Linked DNA regions of Gossypium hirsutum: region 2 is linked to region 1. The links are chromatin contacts, called in public Hi-C maps. All regions are on one chromosome and are shown on one strand. The core of a region is the stretch at or near the end of the contact, and the rest is flanking DNA. Distances in the headings are between cores, read along the strand shown. Region 1 holds the start of LOC107948276 (protein EMSY-LIKE 1). Region 2 holds the start of LOC107948550 (UBP1-associated protein 2C).

The links. Hi-C and Micro-C count contacts between places; a contact is called where the count stands out from the background.
Region 2: a contact with region 1 is called in a Hi-C map of hypocotyl, with 4 times the contacts expected there. The contact joins the promoter of LOC107948550 here to the promoter of LOC107948276 in region 1. A contact is called at or near these places in 2 of 34 Hi-C or Micro-C datasets (hypocotyl and leaf).

What each region holds. Positions count from the first base shown.
Region 1 is chrA04:25,961,703-25,969,671 of Gossypium_hirsutum_v2.1, forward strand. LOC107948276 (protein EMSY-LIKE 1) reads right to left here and starts at 3,411. Exons shown (of 10, transcript XM_016882770.2): 1 at 2,951-3,411; 2 at 2,145-2,347; 3 at 1,935-2,044; 4 at 1,724-1,844; 5 at 1,294-1,521; 6 at 863-931. The coding sequence starts at 2,978.
Region 2 is chrA04:26,445,060-26,453,028 of Gossypium_hirsutum_v2.1, forward strand. LOC107948550 (UBP1-associated protein 2C) reads left to right here and starts at 5,265. Exons shown (of 6, transcript XM_016883137.2): 1 at 5,265-5,655; 2 at 6,916-7,036; 3 at 7,242-7,385. The coding sequence starts at 5,528.

The sequences.
Region 1 (7,969 bases), core at 2,161-4,660:
TAGTGTTGGACAAAGAAACTACAAGAAATATGAAAAGTCCGAGCAACAAAAGAGTGCAGTCAAATAAAAGCGACATTAGTTGCATCTGAACTATATATGTTATCTTCATTAAGGTTACTAATGTTAGTAACTGTACTTCATTACATTATACCTACAGCCTATAGGCCTATTTTTAGTAATATTCTAGGACAATTTGGTTTAGTTCAACATAATGCCTACCCTCAAAATATTAAAACACCAACGCTTTAAAATTCCATAGTAACCTAGTTGAAAATAACAACTAAAAAATATTTATAATCAAAACAACTTTACTGTGTCAATCTGATTGATATTTGCTAGTTTTCAGAAAGACCCTTTCGTTATCGAGAAAGTATGACTTTATAAGGCTTTAAACTTTCCTCCCCAAAACCAACTGACTTCAGCTCAAACAAGGCCTAGCTAACTTCCAAATTCTAATTTATGCCGTAAGACATATGTGAACACATAAAAACCAACAATCAGGTTTTATTTGCATGTAACAAATTTCACTAATGTTGCAAATAACAATTTTTAAGTGTTTTGAAAGGGAAGAGAAAGTTATCTGATTAGAAGAAGGTAGACTCTTAAAAGGTATTAAAATTTGGCATATGTATCCTAATTTTATTTTTGTTAAATGTTAAAACATTTGGTTTTTGTGTAAATTTAGTAAAGGAATTGGTGCCACTTAACTCTTGAAACTATACACAATCAAGAGCATTATATACAAAACATCAATATAAAAAATAAAAATCATATTTGTCAACACAAACTTTGCTGCTACACAAGGTAAAGACTAGAAAACACATCGAACTTTAAAATAAAATAAAAAATCATATCTACTTACCTCTTTGAGATCAACCCATTCCCAAGTCTCATTTGCTGTATTAATATCATAAACCAAAGCATGTCGACCCTGTAAAACAACAATAAAATATACCGTTGATGACTTAGCATCACATGGAATTAATACAAGTAATTCTGAAAGTCATTTTACAATCATTAGAAGATAATTAAACCATAGTGGATAAAGAATAATCCTTTTGAATAATCAGATTGTAATTTTGGAGGCCTTTAGAAAATTGATACTTCGCCCCAGCTCAAAATATTAACAGATTGCAGACAAATTAGTAAAACATAGATAAATAAAATACTTGCAGTATTGGGTAAAAATAGGCATACTATGCAGTCAATCCTCTCTATAACAACTAAATCCAACAGCTTATGATGAGTCACAAAGAGAGAGACAGAAAATGCCTTTGTATGCCTTGAACATACCTCAGAGCGATTGTAATCAGTGATTACAGCCTCATAGAAATGGTTGTCTTCAGGCCATCTTGTCCACACTTTCCTTCCAATTAAGGGATCAAAAGTTGCTCCTTCAGCACGTTCATTCGCTGAAAGGCTAGTGATAGTGCCACGGTTATTGAATTGCCTATTTCCAGCAGAAACTGCAGCAGGATAATGCATAGGCTTTGCCGAAGATAGGCCAGGCAATGACTGACCCTGTAGGGGAAATTTTCAAGTAATATAAGTCAATTTACACATTCACATTTCTATAACGAAATCATTATCATTGCTCCTTGCATTTGGTCCAAGCTCCTAAAGCAGCTTCACTAGCTAGCATCCAAAGAAGAAAGCTTAACACAAAGAACTACTAATAATGTTCTAAAACTTGTTATTCCACCAGCAATGATAGGGAGTTTACCGATTGAGATGTCTTCTGTTTCTTGCGGGATGCTGAAACAGTTGGACTAGGCAAAACACTGTGGATGCTATGAGATGCACCAAGTCTCGCAGGCTGGTTCCCACCACTTTGTCTCCAGTCCCTGATACAATTGCCCATTTATAATCCATTAAACAGAATAATAATCAATCACTGGACCCTGAAGTCAGAGTAATTCATGAAGCATCCGAACCTTATCCTTCTGATAATATCATCAGCATTAACCTTAGTCAGAAGCTCTCTATGCTCATCATCTGACACCCTCAGTTCTTTCCTAAGTTCTGTTATCAGGCCTTCCTTTTCCTGAATATGCCAGCATATGCCAAAGCATGGAAACCCGATCAATATGAAATAAACAGGAAAGCAAATTAAAACCAAGTCCAACAAGTGTAATACATCATACCCAAGTAATGGCATCGGATTGAGCTTTAAAAGCACGCAGAACAGCACAGTAAGCTTCTTGCTCAAGTAGATGTATTTGGGATTCCATGTCAGAATGCATCCTAAAATATGAAGCAGAACCTACAATAGATCTTCCATTTCCAGCAATATTACCCCTTATTGGAACTCTAGTTGGCTGTGAAGGAGGCAAATCATCATCGGTACCTGTTGTCATTATAAAAACAAGAATGACCAAGCAGCATAGAGGCATCCCAGGGCAATTAATAGTATTCTGATGCCCTTGTTTGCAAGGCTCAAAAGAACAGTTATAAGGAAATGCAATCGAACAAATATACATAAAAAAAGATGGAAATAAATGGGTTTATCATGAATCTTCTTGTTTAGTAACAAAAAATCTAGCATAATATGGACAAAGAATTGAAAGAGAGAGAAAGAGAGAGAGAGAAGAAAATTGCTTTTTTTTTCTCAAACAGAAAAAAGAAATTATATACTGAAGTTCTCTATATTTGAATCCCACTTAGAATTCAAATAAAAAATGTGGAAATAAAACCCAAAAGTTACCCAGAAAGTAAAAGCCAAACAACAGCCTTTCCGCAGTGAAATTTATCAAAAAGTCAATGACCCCAATTAATTAAACCCTAAACCCTCATTTCTAATCTTACCCCCACCCAAAAAGAAAATGAATGCACCCATTATCCAATTTTCAAATATCGAAAGGAAAAAAAAAGGAGGTGAAGAAGAAAAATGAACCCAGAAACAGCAACATTGTTTAATACAACAATTATGACATTAATAAATGCAACATACCACTACTATCGCAAACTTCATAGTCCATACCGAGAAATAAAAAGACGAAGCAGTAAAAGATGTTCTCTTTGTTGAAGGAAAACACCAACCCACAAAAACCCTAACGAGAAGTTGCCCAGAGAGAGAGAAAGAGAGAAGGAAATTGAAGGAAGAAGCTGCCGACGATGCAAAAATCCTATCCAAATCCAAGTACAGAGATTTAGAGAGAAAGTTGAAAGGTATGTACGTGTTGGTTATTTCGAAAGAGATTTTATTGAAGGCAGGGATGGGGGAAGAGAGGGCAAGGGAGGGACTTTTTGGACTTGAAATGAAAAACTTCACTTCTTACGGCTTCGCTTTGGATTTGTTTTGGAAGAGATTGATTTGGTTTGCTGTCCTATTTTAAAGTGTTCTCGTTTAGAGATAGTTCCGGTCCAGTTCGGACATGTATTGTTCTGCTCCAAAGATCTTTGTTTTGATCAAACATAAATTTCACTCTATTGTCTCCCGGATATCTATTATTGCTTTAGGCCTTTTGGGCTTGCTGCCTTCCTTTCTTTATTTTCTTCTATCTATTTGGGCTCTAATACTTGATCTTTTCATTTCTTTAAAATTTCTGAGGATTCCTTTATTAAAAAATTATAGAAAAAGATAAAAAAATTAGTTAAATTAGTTCTTTTAGCATGGTAAGTTCCAATTCACGGGCTGATACCTCTATCGATACTAGTTAAATCGAACGTGGTTTATTCTAGTTTTGAAAATCATGAAATAAAATGAAAGGGTAATTACATTATGTTCTAGTAATTACAAGGAACTATAATTTCCTAAATGTGTTTGACTAGTTTTGTAATGCCTTCGACCTGATTTGCCGCATTTGGATTTTGGGGTGTTACTACACACAATACTTAACAATTTAACATAACAAATTACAATTTCTATCTCTTTAAATTTTATCATTTTAACTGAAAAATTAATATTTAAAAACAGAGGGAGTACTTAAAAAGACTTATTACATCAGACATGATACAGATCATTACAATAAAGAAGTTTGTTAACTATAGACACAACAACCTTATAAGTTCAAAAGAACTTAGTGAGCATTATTATAAATTACCTTGGCGAATACTTTATTTTTTTAAAGAACACATATGTGCCAATCTTTCTTTTGAACCCCTTATATTGGGCAAACTCCACTACAGTTTTGATACACACATACACATTAACTATCATACTCTTAGTATATCACTTCTTTCTTTTCTAACTAATTGAAGATTCTTTCAGACATTTCTTAATTCTCTTGTTTACATATGTACTTCCAGGCAAAACATACCTTCAAAATATGTTTCATACAGACCACATCCTAATACTTGCACTTATCTCAAAGCAATTGTTCAAAAAACATAAATCATGGGCGAATACATACAAATTTTGGCGAATACTTATGTAGATCAAAGTACCATCAAACTATTAATCAAATCATACACTTATTCAATACCACCAAACCCATACTAATAGTATAATACGTAGATCAATCAGACAACTTTCATGTAATTTTACTCTAGAAACCCAGATGCTCAAAATAATCAATAATAAGATTTCATATGATTTCAGACGAAGTCATTATACCACCCAAATATAACAGATTCCATATAACTCGAATTCAACCATTTCATAACACAAACAAACCTACAATGACAATTTCTTAGGTCATACATAGATACGAATATATCAATATCCAATATTATTAGACCATCATAGTGGATACCTTTATTAATATACAAATACACAGTTCTTTTCAAAAACTTACTCAATTATTTCACAAATCTTATTCAACCTTTAACCCTGAGCATATCAATACCTTATCTTAGCCATACCTATTATAGATCTAACAGAATTTATCCATAATTTACCATAAAAATAGATATACACAACTTACTAGACATACATGGTAGATCACGCCACAAAATCCAAACAAAACATGACATAAAGGCATCATATAGACTCTTGTGTTTACTGTCCCTATAACACCCCTAATACGTATTTGTCGCCGGAATAGGGTTACAAAGCATTATCGTACAAATAAAACAGTAAACCATTCAATTCATCCATCAATACAAACATAATCTAATTACATTCAATTACATTCATAACGTCCCTTAATCGAGTCCTCGAGGCCCTAAAACTACTATAGAAATAATTCGAGACTAAATTGGAAACATTCAGAAATTTCAAGAAAAAGTTAGAAAATTTGGACTTCAAGGGTCATATGACCGTGTGGCTAGGCCATGTGTCTCACATGGCTGAGACACACGCCTATGCATCAGGCCGTGTAACCTTCGAAATAGGGACAGACGACCGTGTCCCCAGCCCGTGTCTTCGCCCGTGTAACTCTTTAAGTTAGACTACACGGCCAAGCCACATGCTCGTGTGCTAGGCCCTGTAACACTCTAATTAGCCTCACATGCCCGTGTGCCAGGTTGTGTAAAAACTCGTTTTTAGTCAAATCAAAATAGTGGTTTCGTGACACTAATCTGAAGTTGAAATAATCATTTTATTATTATTTTAATGTTTACAACATGATAGTATGATTGTGTGAAAATTTCGTTAAGAAATTTTATTGTTTGAATGGTCAATTTGATAAAAATAACTAAATCGCGTAAAGTGAAAAAGTGGTGTTCTAATAACTAACGCTGTCTAATAGCAATAAAACTTTAAAGTGAAGGTCCTTATGTGGTAAATATCCCAATATTATGATAATGGATGATAGTGGCTTGGTAATTTAGAAATTTTTGATGTTTTTAAAGGTTAATTTTGGTATTTAGTAAATAAAGGTTAATTAAATAAAACCAAATGAAATTATCCATTCATTCATCTTCTTCAAACCGTTTTCTTCTTGAGAAAATATGGCTAGGGATTTGGCTATCATCATTTCCTTTAATTAGTTACGATTTTTGTCCCGTTTTTAATAATTTCTATGCTTTTGAGATCGTTGCAGCTCAATCTAGCCAGCCCAGAGACTATTTTGCAAAACTGCTAAAGGTTTAGGGTTTTTTCATTAATGAATATTGTTGTATTTTGATGTTTAATGATAGAAAATGCATGCTTGTTGTTAAATAAATAACATTTGTTAAGTGATTTTTAGTAAAATGTCCAAATAGGGATTAAATTGTAAAATGTGTAAATTTGGAAATTAAACTTGAAATAAATAAAAAAGTGGGCTGCTAGGGACCTAATTGAAATTCGGCTAGCATGGGTATAGATTGAATTTCATGAATTTTTGTTTTTATGAGATAAGGATTAAATTGTAAAAATGTTGAAATATTAGGGAAAAAATGTAAATTTTCCTTAATTTGCATTTTTGGACTAAATTGAATAGAACAATAATTAAATAAGTTAATTTTGATTACATTTAGATCAAGAAAAGCGAAATACAGAATTAGATCGGGGAAAGAACAAGATTTTGGACTAATCGACTCGTTTCATCGTTTTTACATTCGAGGTAAGTTCGTATATATTAAACATTATTATATTTATGTTTTAAATGCTTTGATATTGCATAAATTGTGAATATGACACTGCAAACATATTCAATGACAATTCGGCAAACGAGAAATCCCGGTTGAACCTTAGAAATATATTAGGATACAAATGACATGTCATTAGGGGTTATGTGATTTGGGTGCTGTTTCGTATGTCCTTCCAGTGGCTGAGTTATCCGGCATGTGTTATGGATACTCGCCAGCTTGTATGAGTAGCACCGTGTAGCTTCGTCATGACCGTCAGCTTGTGTGAGCAGACCCCTTAATAGCTCGAGAGTCAGCATTATATGTGATACGAGATTGAGATAGCTTCAGCTATATAAGTGGCACTTAGGGTGCGAGATTCCTTAGTATCTGATAGTATTCTGAATAGTTCAACAGGTATAACAAAGATGTGGATGAGTATAAGTTTGTTATAAGATGGTACAGAGTTGTAATATCCTGAATTAGGGCCTAATCGGAATAGTGGTTTCGGGACCACAAATCTGAGATAGAAATAATCATTTTATTATCATTTTAAGGTCTATGGCATGATTTCATGATTGTGTGAAAATTTCGTTTAGATATTTTATCGATAGAGGGTTCAATTTGATATTTAGGAATAAATTGCAAAAGTTGTAAAATGTGTGTTCTAGTTCACAAAGGTACTAAGTACATGTGAGTAATGGGTTTTTAAAGTGGGGGTCCTTGGATAGTAATTAGACCATTATACTAGTTTAGAAAAAAATACCTAAAGGAAGATAAAACACCATAGTTTTTAATTAAGGGCATTTTGGTCATTTAGTTATTAAAATGAATTAAAAATAAAATTAAAAGCCAATTTTTGTCCATCTTCAACCCCTTGGCCAAATTTCACATGAGGAAGACATAGCTAGGGTTTTTCAAGCTTCCAAGCTCAATTTTAAGTCCATTTTAGCCCCATTTTTAATGTTCTTTACGTTTTTGGAGTCCCGGTAACTTGATTAAGCTTATTCTAGCAATAACTTAACCTAGGGTTTATATTTGGAAAAATACCCATAGGTGAAATGTGTTTATTTTGATGTTTAATGGTAGAATATGAAGCTTGAAATTGTGTTAAACAACTTTTGCTAAGCGATTTTACGTGAAAATGAGTAAAACGACATAATCGATAAAAATACCTAATGTTCATAAGTACATGTTAGAGTGAGAATTTGATGTTGCCATAGAAGGGAAAAATGATCAGCATGTCATAAAACATAAGAAAATAGGATGAATTTTAATTTTTGAGCCTTGTGGAAAAAGTGTAAATATGTAAAATTTTAGGGACAAAAATGTAATTTTGCCAAAGTTTGAGTCAAGGATTGTTTTAATAAATGTGAGTATTAAATAAGCTAAATTTGTTATTTTAGATCAAGAGAAACAAGATTCGAGTTGTGATAGAGGGAAAAATAAAGTTTACAAGGAATAGGCTCGATTTCTAACATTTTGTACCGAGGTAAGTTCAGGTGTAAATGTAGTAACATAATTGTCATTTTAAGTA
Region 2 (7,969 bases), core at 4,015-6,514, 490 kb after region 1:
TTACACGGTTTGGCACACAAGCGTGTGGCTTGACCGTGCGACCCAAGTCAGAGAGTTGCACGGGCATGGGAACGGGCTGGGACACATTCATGTGTCCCTACTTCGAATGTCCACACGGCCTTAGACACGAGAGTGTGTCTCAACCGTGTGAGTCACATAGCTGTGTGACCCCTACAATGTGAATTTTTCTATCTTTTTCCATGAAGTTTTAAATGTTTTTGATTTAGTCCCGAATCATTTCTAAAGTGTTTCTTAGGCCTCAAGCGCTCGAATTAGGAACATTATGCATGTGTTTGATTGAATTTTGCAATGATTATGAAATGTTGGAAATGACTGATTTGAGTTATGTATTTCGGTAATGTTTTGTAACCCTCTTTTAGCGACGGATAAGGGTTAGGGGTATTACAAGAGGGGACGAAAATGTGAGGTTAGGAGAGTGGGAATAGGTTGGCAACTAGGTCTAGGTTCAGTGAACCTCTTCTATGGCAAGGATGAGAAGTTTTGGCAAGGGAAGGAGACATAGAGTGAAAAGGGGGATCATGCACCCTCAACTTAAGGTAAGTTTGTCTCTTAATGGAGGAAAAAAATCCTCCTAAATATGGTGACTATATGGTGGACAAAAACTTATAAAACACATGGGTTTTGTGTTAAAAATTAAATAAAAAGATGAAAACAAGGGAACTTGAACTTAGGACCTCTAGGATAGCTTAAGAGCACTTAACCACTTGACCACTTCACTTCCTTGTTTCTATTTTAATAGAAAATATTAAAAACATGGGATGACCTTTGCTAAGGGTTTAAAACAAATTTGCACAAAAAAGAAATTAATAAGAGGGAACGTGTTCAAACTCATCTCATCAAGGATAGTTCCGCCACTACTCAATCACTATAATTGATATTTTTTATCAAATAAGTAAAAGATTATTGAAACACAAAATTCGATTGTGACCACTCTCGGTTCATTAACCCAATTTCTACTAACCCAGTTTTTGGGATGTGGCACTAAAGGAAGCTTGGAAAACATTTGGTCAAGCTTGGGTCTCTCAATAGGTATGTGAAATTTCACCATTTTAAGTAATTTTTATGTTTTTAAGCTCGTATTAGCTTAATCTTGCTAACTCGGGGACTAATTTGTAAAAATATTTAACATTATGGATAATGCCATTAATGAGTGTTAGTTATTCTTGAAATTTTATGAAAGATTATTGAGTGTGGTTGTTAGATAGGACTATTTTGTAAAGTAGTTTTTGATGATTTTAATGTTTAAGGACTAAATTGTTAACGTAATAAAATTACAAGGGCTTGATATGAAATAATTAAAAATATGGTCTGTAGTGAAACCCTTGAATATTCAGCTAAGCTTGGATTTGAATGAAAATGGTTAAATTGCATGTTTTGGGCTTAGGGACTAAATTGCATAAAAGTAAAATGTTGAGGGTAATTTTGTAAAAACATAAAAAGGACTTAATTGCATAAAATGAGTTGGTTTTTCTGTTAGAATTATTTAATTGAATAAAATTATTATTTTAGATCAACAATGAGTTGAAAATCGCGGAAAAGAAAAAATTATGGAATAGTCCCTATACCTTGTTGTGTTGCAGTTTAGTTAGGTAAGTTCGATCAATTTAATTCTAATACATTTTTAAATGCGTATTAGATGAAATTCAATGGTTGAATGCTAATTAATACAAATAATGTCTTGTAAATGAGAATTGATGTAATGAAACGATAGCATTGTTTTCTATGGATAAATCCCGAGCCCGATGAACGTAGGATAGACTACGATTAGTATGCCAATAGGTTATTTTGTGCACGATACAAGATTGAAATGAGAAGTGACGATGATTTCAGAATATCCTTTGTTTACTAAATATATTGAGGTCTTGCATTTGTTGCGGACTATCGAGTTATATTACAGTGTTTCTAGTGTGTTACGGGGATGGATGTTAGCCTACGGGCTAGTCATTTGGTGCCGAGGAGTTTTATCGATTGGTCTAGCTCGTATGAGCACCTGGTGTATTTCTATGGTTAACTATGTACTCATATCAATATATCGTTCATTGGCATCGTTTTATTATCTCCGAATGTTATTGAAATGTAGATAAATGATTTGTACTATTGTTGAGCATCACTCACCTATTGTGAGCTATGATTGACAGGAAATCTGTTAATAACCTTGTTGTTAGGAACTTTGTTCATTAATATTGTTATTTGAATATTATATTTGATTCGGTAAGCTTTATCGTTAATCGACGAACTTATTAAGCTTTATGTAAGCTTACTCGTGTCATTCTCTTTTTCTTTGTAAATTATGTTTTTGTGGAAATCGGGAGATTGAATCAACTCGAAGAATCACACTATCCGAGGACCTCTTTAGTAGAATTTGAATTTAACTTGGCTTATATGGCATGTAATAGGACCATTTGTTCGTGATTGTAATGGTTCACAAGTATTTTGTAATGTGTATGTGTTATGTTTTTTATGTTGTGGAATGAGTAACTAATGTGGTAAGCATATTAAGTTTCAAGTTTAAGCATGAGTGGCCAAGCATGGAATGGTAAGTTTGATATGAATTAAGCAAGGTATGTTAGAATTGAATGCAGGTTGTTTGAGTGAGTTGAGGCTTGTGTAATGTAATTCTAGTTAAGTGAAATGTTAAGTGTTTGAAATACGGTGTCATTGATGACACATTGGTTAGGCCTTATAATGATTGGTTTGGCATGTTTTGGGTGTCATTGAAATGCATTTTGAAGTCTCATAAGGATGTTTGAGAATTGGTTTAGGTACTTCAGCATTTGGATATGAAATGGGCATATTTTGGGTCATTTTTGGGCACACATGGCATAGGACATGATCTGTCACATGATCGTGTGTCACACACGGGCAACCCACACGGGCGTGTTAGGTGCAGGGTTCACACGGGCTAGCACATGGCTTGCGACACGATCGTGTGACCCAAGTTAGTGAGTTACACGGGGAGATACGTGGGTAGAGACATTGATGTGTGAGCCAAGGTAATAAGTTACATGGCTGGACACACGGGTGAGCACATGGGCGTGTGGAGTAGCCACACGAACCTATTTAGAGCTACACGGTTTGGGCTCTGTCACATAGTCTAGACACACGGCTGTGTAACCCATATTTTGAAAATTTTTAGTTTTTTCCTGAACGTACTGTTTTGCTTCAAATTAGTCCTTGATTGTTCATAAACTATTTTTAAAGCCACGTGGGCTTGATTTAAGGTCCATAATTGTACGTTTCACTCCAATCTAATTATTTATGAGTTGTTAATTACATTTGTTAAACTTGATATTATCTGTTATTAATTGTTATGAATTGTACAGTAATACCCTTTATCCTTAATCCGGGGACGGGTACAGGTATGGATGTTACTACACAATCGTGTGCCTTATTGATTTTTAGGTGCAAGTTTTTCCACATGGCATGGCAACATGACCGTACCACTGAATTACACAGTCTATGCCTTGTCACACGATTGGCCACACAACCATGTTTATGACCCCTGTTTTTAGTTTTTATCATATTTTTCTAGTTTGTTTCAGATTAATCCCTATTTGTTTCCAAACTAATTTTAGAGCTTGATTTAAGGATCATACTCGTATATAAGTTATGAAGAAAGATTGGTTTTGAATATTTGATAATTAAATTAATACTGTATGGTTTTACGTTGTCATTGGATTCGTAAACTGTAGTAATATCCCTTAAATTTAATCCAGCAATGGAGATAGGGGTGTTACAACCGCGTCGACCTGAGTTTGACCTCTACTATGCCGAAACATTCACTCTCCACCTGAGAGCCCTCTTGTGTCCACCTCAGTGTCAGCCTTCAGACAAGAATGAAAGGATAAAGAAATCGGCTACTTGGAAATAGAGAAAAAATATTACGTTGATTACACTATAAATCCCCAGAGTTTTTCCATATGATTATGACATAAATCTTATGTATGGTATATATAGGGCATTGTTTGCGGGTATGCAAAAAGCTTGAACTTTTGACTGCGTAACGACTGTCACCTAGCCCCCTGGTTATACTCGAACTTATGACCACATCATGACCGTCGATTGGGTCTCCACCTAAATTTCGACCCTTGATTGTATCAAGTATTATTACCCTGAAACCTGATTTCCCCACGATGGGTTTCTAAGGATGGTCCTATCTCGCTATGACATATAAAATGTATGTGTGCTGATGCGCATTATCACATCTCCGACCCCTCAAAGTTACCTAAGAACTTTCGTTGTTTCAGTCGAAAACCCTAAACCCTAAAAAAACCCCAAATCCTAATCCTAAAAAAATAAAAGCCCTAACTCTGGAGAGAGAAAGGAAAAATGTGTCCAGCTGGGCGTACTTTCTTACCATATGTGCATAAAGCGTGCCCAGTTGGACACGCTTTTACTTTCTCTATCTTAAAAACGACATATTTCTTTAATTAAATTTTAAATCAGCCTAAAGACTTAATTAAAAAAATTAGCCTATTAAGCTAATTTAGTTTAATTTAAAAGACAATGAGCGGGTCAAAAATCAAACCTCTTAATTTTCTTTTGTGGTTAGCATTGTTTTTGGTGTCAAAAATTTTCAAAATATATTCCATCACCACACATATTAATATAGTCTCATATTTTAATATATTCATGGGTAAAATATTTAAAATATAAAATTATCATTTTGTCTTTCACTTCAAAATCTCATTGGATAAAATTTAAAATTTTAAAAATTAATTATTTAACTAATTAATTACTCTAAAAATACTTGATTATCAATAATTTATATCAATAATATTTTATATAAAAACACTATTAATAAATAATTATAATTATTATTTATAGAATAATATTTTATAATATTTATATAAAAGAAATGTGAAAATAAAATTTTATCTACGGCTAAATCACTTTTGATATTATTATATAATAATTAATTAAATATTATTTTAATTTATCTAATTATAATTTATAAATTAAGAGTACTTTTGTTATTATCACATCATAATTAGAAATAATTAATAAATTGCCAATTTAGTAATAAATAGATAATAAATGACATTTTCATTAGTTAAAAGTTTTTTTTCAAACGGTGCTAGATTATAAATTATATTATACTTGATATATATAATAAATTAAGTAATTGGTAAAATGTTACTTTTATTTGAAACATAAAATAATCATGTAAAAATTACAAGAAAGTAAGCCGTTACTAGGTAAACATGTATGACTTCACCTAGTGACCCTAGGCTAGAACTCCCGCCCCAGATTAGACAAATTGATTGTTCCACGCCCACCCTCATACAATAAGTCCATCTCAAATACTTTGGGCTTTAACTGTAGAAACCGGAAACTGTAAGGCGGATATTGTAACAGTGTTTACAAAAAAAAAGTTTCATTTCATATCTTAACATTACCCAAAACAAGACAACTCCATCCTTAACCTAAAAACCCTCGTAAACTCGTGAACAAAACAGCCCATTTTTGCAGACAGAAACAAAGCCGAGAAAGGAAAGCAAAATAAATGGAGGATTTGAAGAAGAGAAAGATGGAAGAGATGGGCAACAACGACCAGTTATCAACTCAAGAAGAGCTACGTTCTTTGCTTGACCCTCTTGCTAAATCCCAGCTCGTCGATCTTCTTTCTAGACTGTATGTTTATGCCTTTCCCTTATTTTCTCAATTTCTTTTATTTTCTTATTAAAAACCGCTATAAAATTTGAATTTTGGGGGGCTAAGATTGGGGGCCGGGGGGCTGTGGTTAATTCTGGGGGAATTTCTTTTATATTTTTCTTAATGTTTCTGGAAGTGTTTAGCTTAAGTTTAAGATTAGTTGTTAAACTTGAACTTCTTGACCTTGTTAGCATTGTAGTTATTATAATTACTGCTCTAATGAGCTTGACCTTGTAAAATTTTAAAATGTCCAATTTTAGTTTTGATCAATTTATGGATAGCTAAAATACTTGTTTGTTTATGCTAGATTCGCCGAAGCATAGGATCTTTTAGGTCTATTTATAAAGAATATTCTTTTGAGTATTTTTACATCTGCTTTATGCATTTTCCTTTCCATAATGGGCCATTTTTGCATGCTTCAGTTTACACTTAATTCTAGGATGTTTCTGTATTGGCCTTTGGAATTAAGAGCCTTCTTATTGTTATACTTTTTCCCGAGGTTTAGTTCCTATTTTAGATGCACTTAGTTAAGGATATGGCTTTTTTAAGAACATTACCTCATTTTTCTGCTGTAAGGGTCTTGATATGTTCTTTTTACATCTGGAATCATAATAGATGTTAGACCAAATTTTTAGTGCAACTATCATTTATTCTTCCGGAAGTTCTATATAGGAGAGACATGAGCGAAACCTATTCTATATGTCCGACAAACAGTGTTACACCTTCTTTGTATGCTCTTGAAGAGAGTACATTAATCACGAGTGAAGTGATTTTGATTCTGGAAAGCTCTAAAATGTAAAAGAGGCACCGTTGTAAAGCATATGTATTATTTTGCTTTCATGAAATATTAGAAGAATATAAGGGGACTGAAGTGCTTTGTTTATATCAGCAATCGTGTCAAGAAAAGTTCTCTAATTTTTTTAATTAGATTCAGATGAATAAAATATGGACCAAAAAAATATCAGCAATCGTGCCAGCAAATATGGACCAACAAAATTGTAAATCTTTGGAGCTGGATAAAATCCTTAATATAGTTTTAAACATATAAAATGAGAGTGTTGGTATATAAAGAATTAAAGACTATTGTGGCATAGAATCTTCTCCCTATGCAGTTCACTGTGTGTGTGAGAGTGTGATGCTTGTGTTAAGTGAATGTGTGCTATACGACTGTTGCTTGAAATTGTATGCTGTGTGATTGACTCCGTAGATGTGTGTTTATGTGCATGTTGACGCATAAAGAGGGTCCCAATATCCTTCGATTGCTGAAGAAATTAAAAGTATTGCCAGTTCAGATCCTGTACATCGAAAGCTTTTTGTTCGTGGCTTAGCCTGGAATACCACTTCAGAAACCTTGTGTGCTGTGAGTGCATTGCTGATTGCTGTTTGTGTTTTCTGTGATTGTCCCACTTGATATCCCACATGATATAGAGTTTTGGGTTGTCTTTTTCCTATAATTATACCCATCTGCATTATATTAATAAATATTATTATTATAATTATATGTCTGAAGTTTTAAACTCAGATCCATTTAAACTAAATGGATTGAGCCAAATTTTTTGGTCTAGGCATTTCGAATGCATGGAGAAATAGAAGAAGGGGCTGTCATCTATGACAAAGCCACTGGAAAATCTCGTGGCTATGGTTTCGTTACTTACAAACACATGGAGTCAGCGCATAGTGCACTTGGAGCACCCAGCAAACTTATTGATGTAAGTAATAGCTACTTTTCAGTATACACGCATCTCAGTTCATCTCATCATTTTCTTTTTCTATTTTCCTAGGATGAGACTTACATGCCATCTCAATCTTTTTCTCCTTTTGGGCTCTGCTAGTCACCTCTCTCCCTTTGTGTCCATACAATCATTCATTTAATTACCATGGTTACCATTGAACCCTGCTATTAATATAAATCTTTGCTAGGACAGGTATCATAAGTGATGCAGAATATGATATGGATTCAATTTTCTAATGCATGTGCGTAGAACAAAGTGTCATACTGACTGCTATTAGAATGCAATGATATACTTTAGTTTACATTCCTATTTTTAATCCGTGGAGTTAGCAAGATACGTGTTGCTATGATGGTCATGGCATCTGGAGTTAATATTTCTTCAGTGAAGCTAAATACTGAGAGGGAAAAGAGAAGGCGAAAAACACATTCTGGATCAATATCAGATAATCAGAAGATGACTTTGAGAGGTGGGCCACCTGCAGTAATGGTTAAAAAGCACTGCCACAATTTGAGGCAGCATGTATTTGGAGTTTGGCACAGAGATCTTTATTGACTTTGATT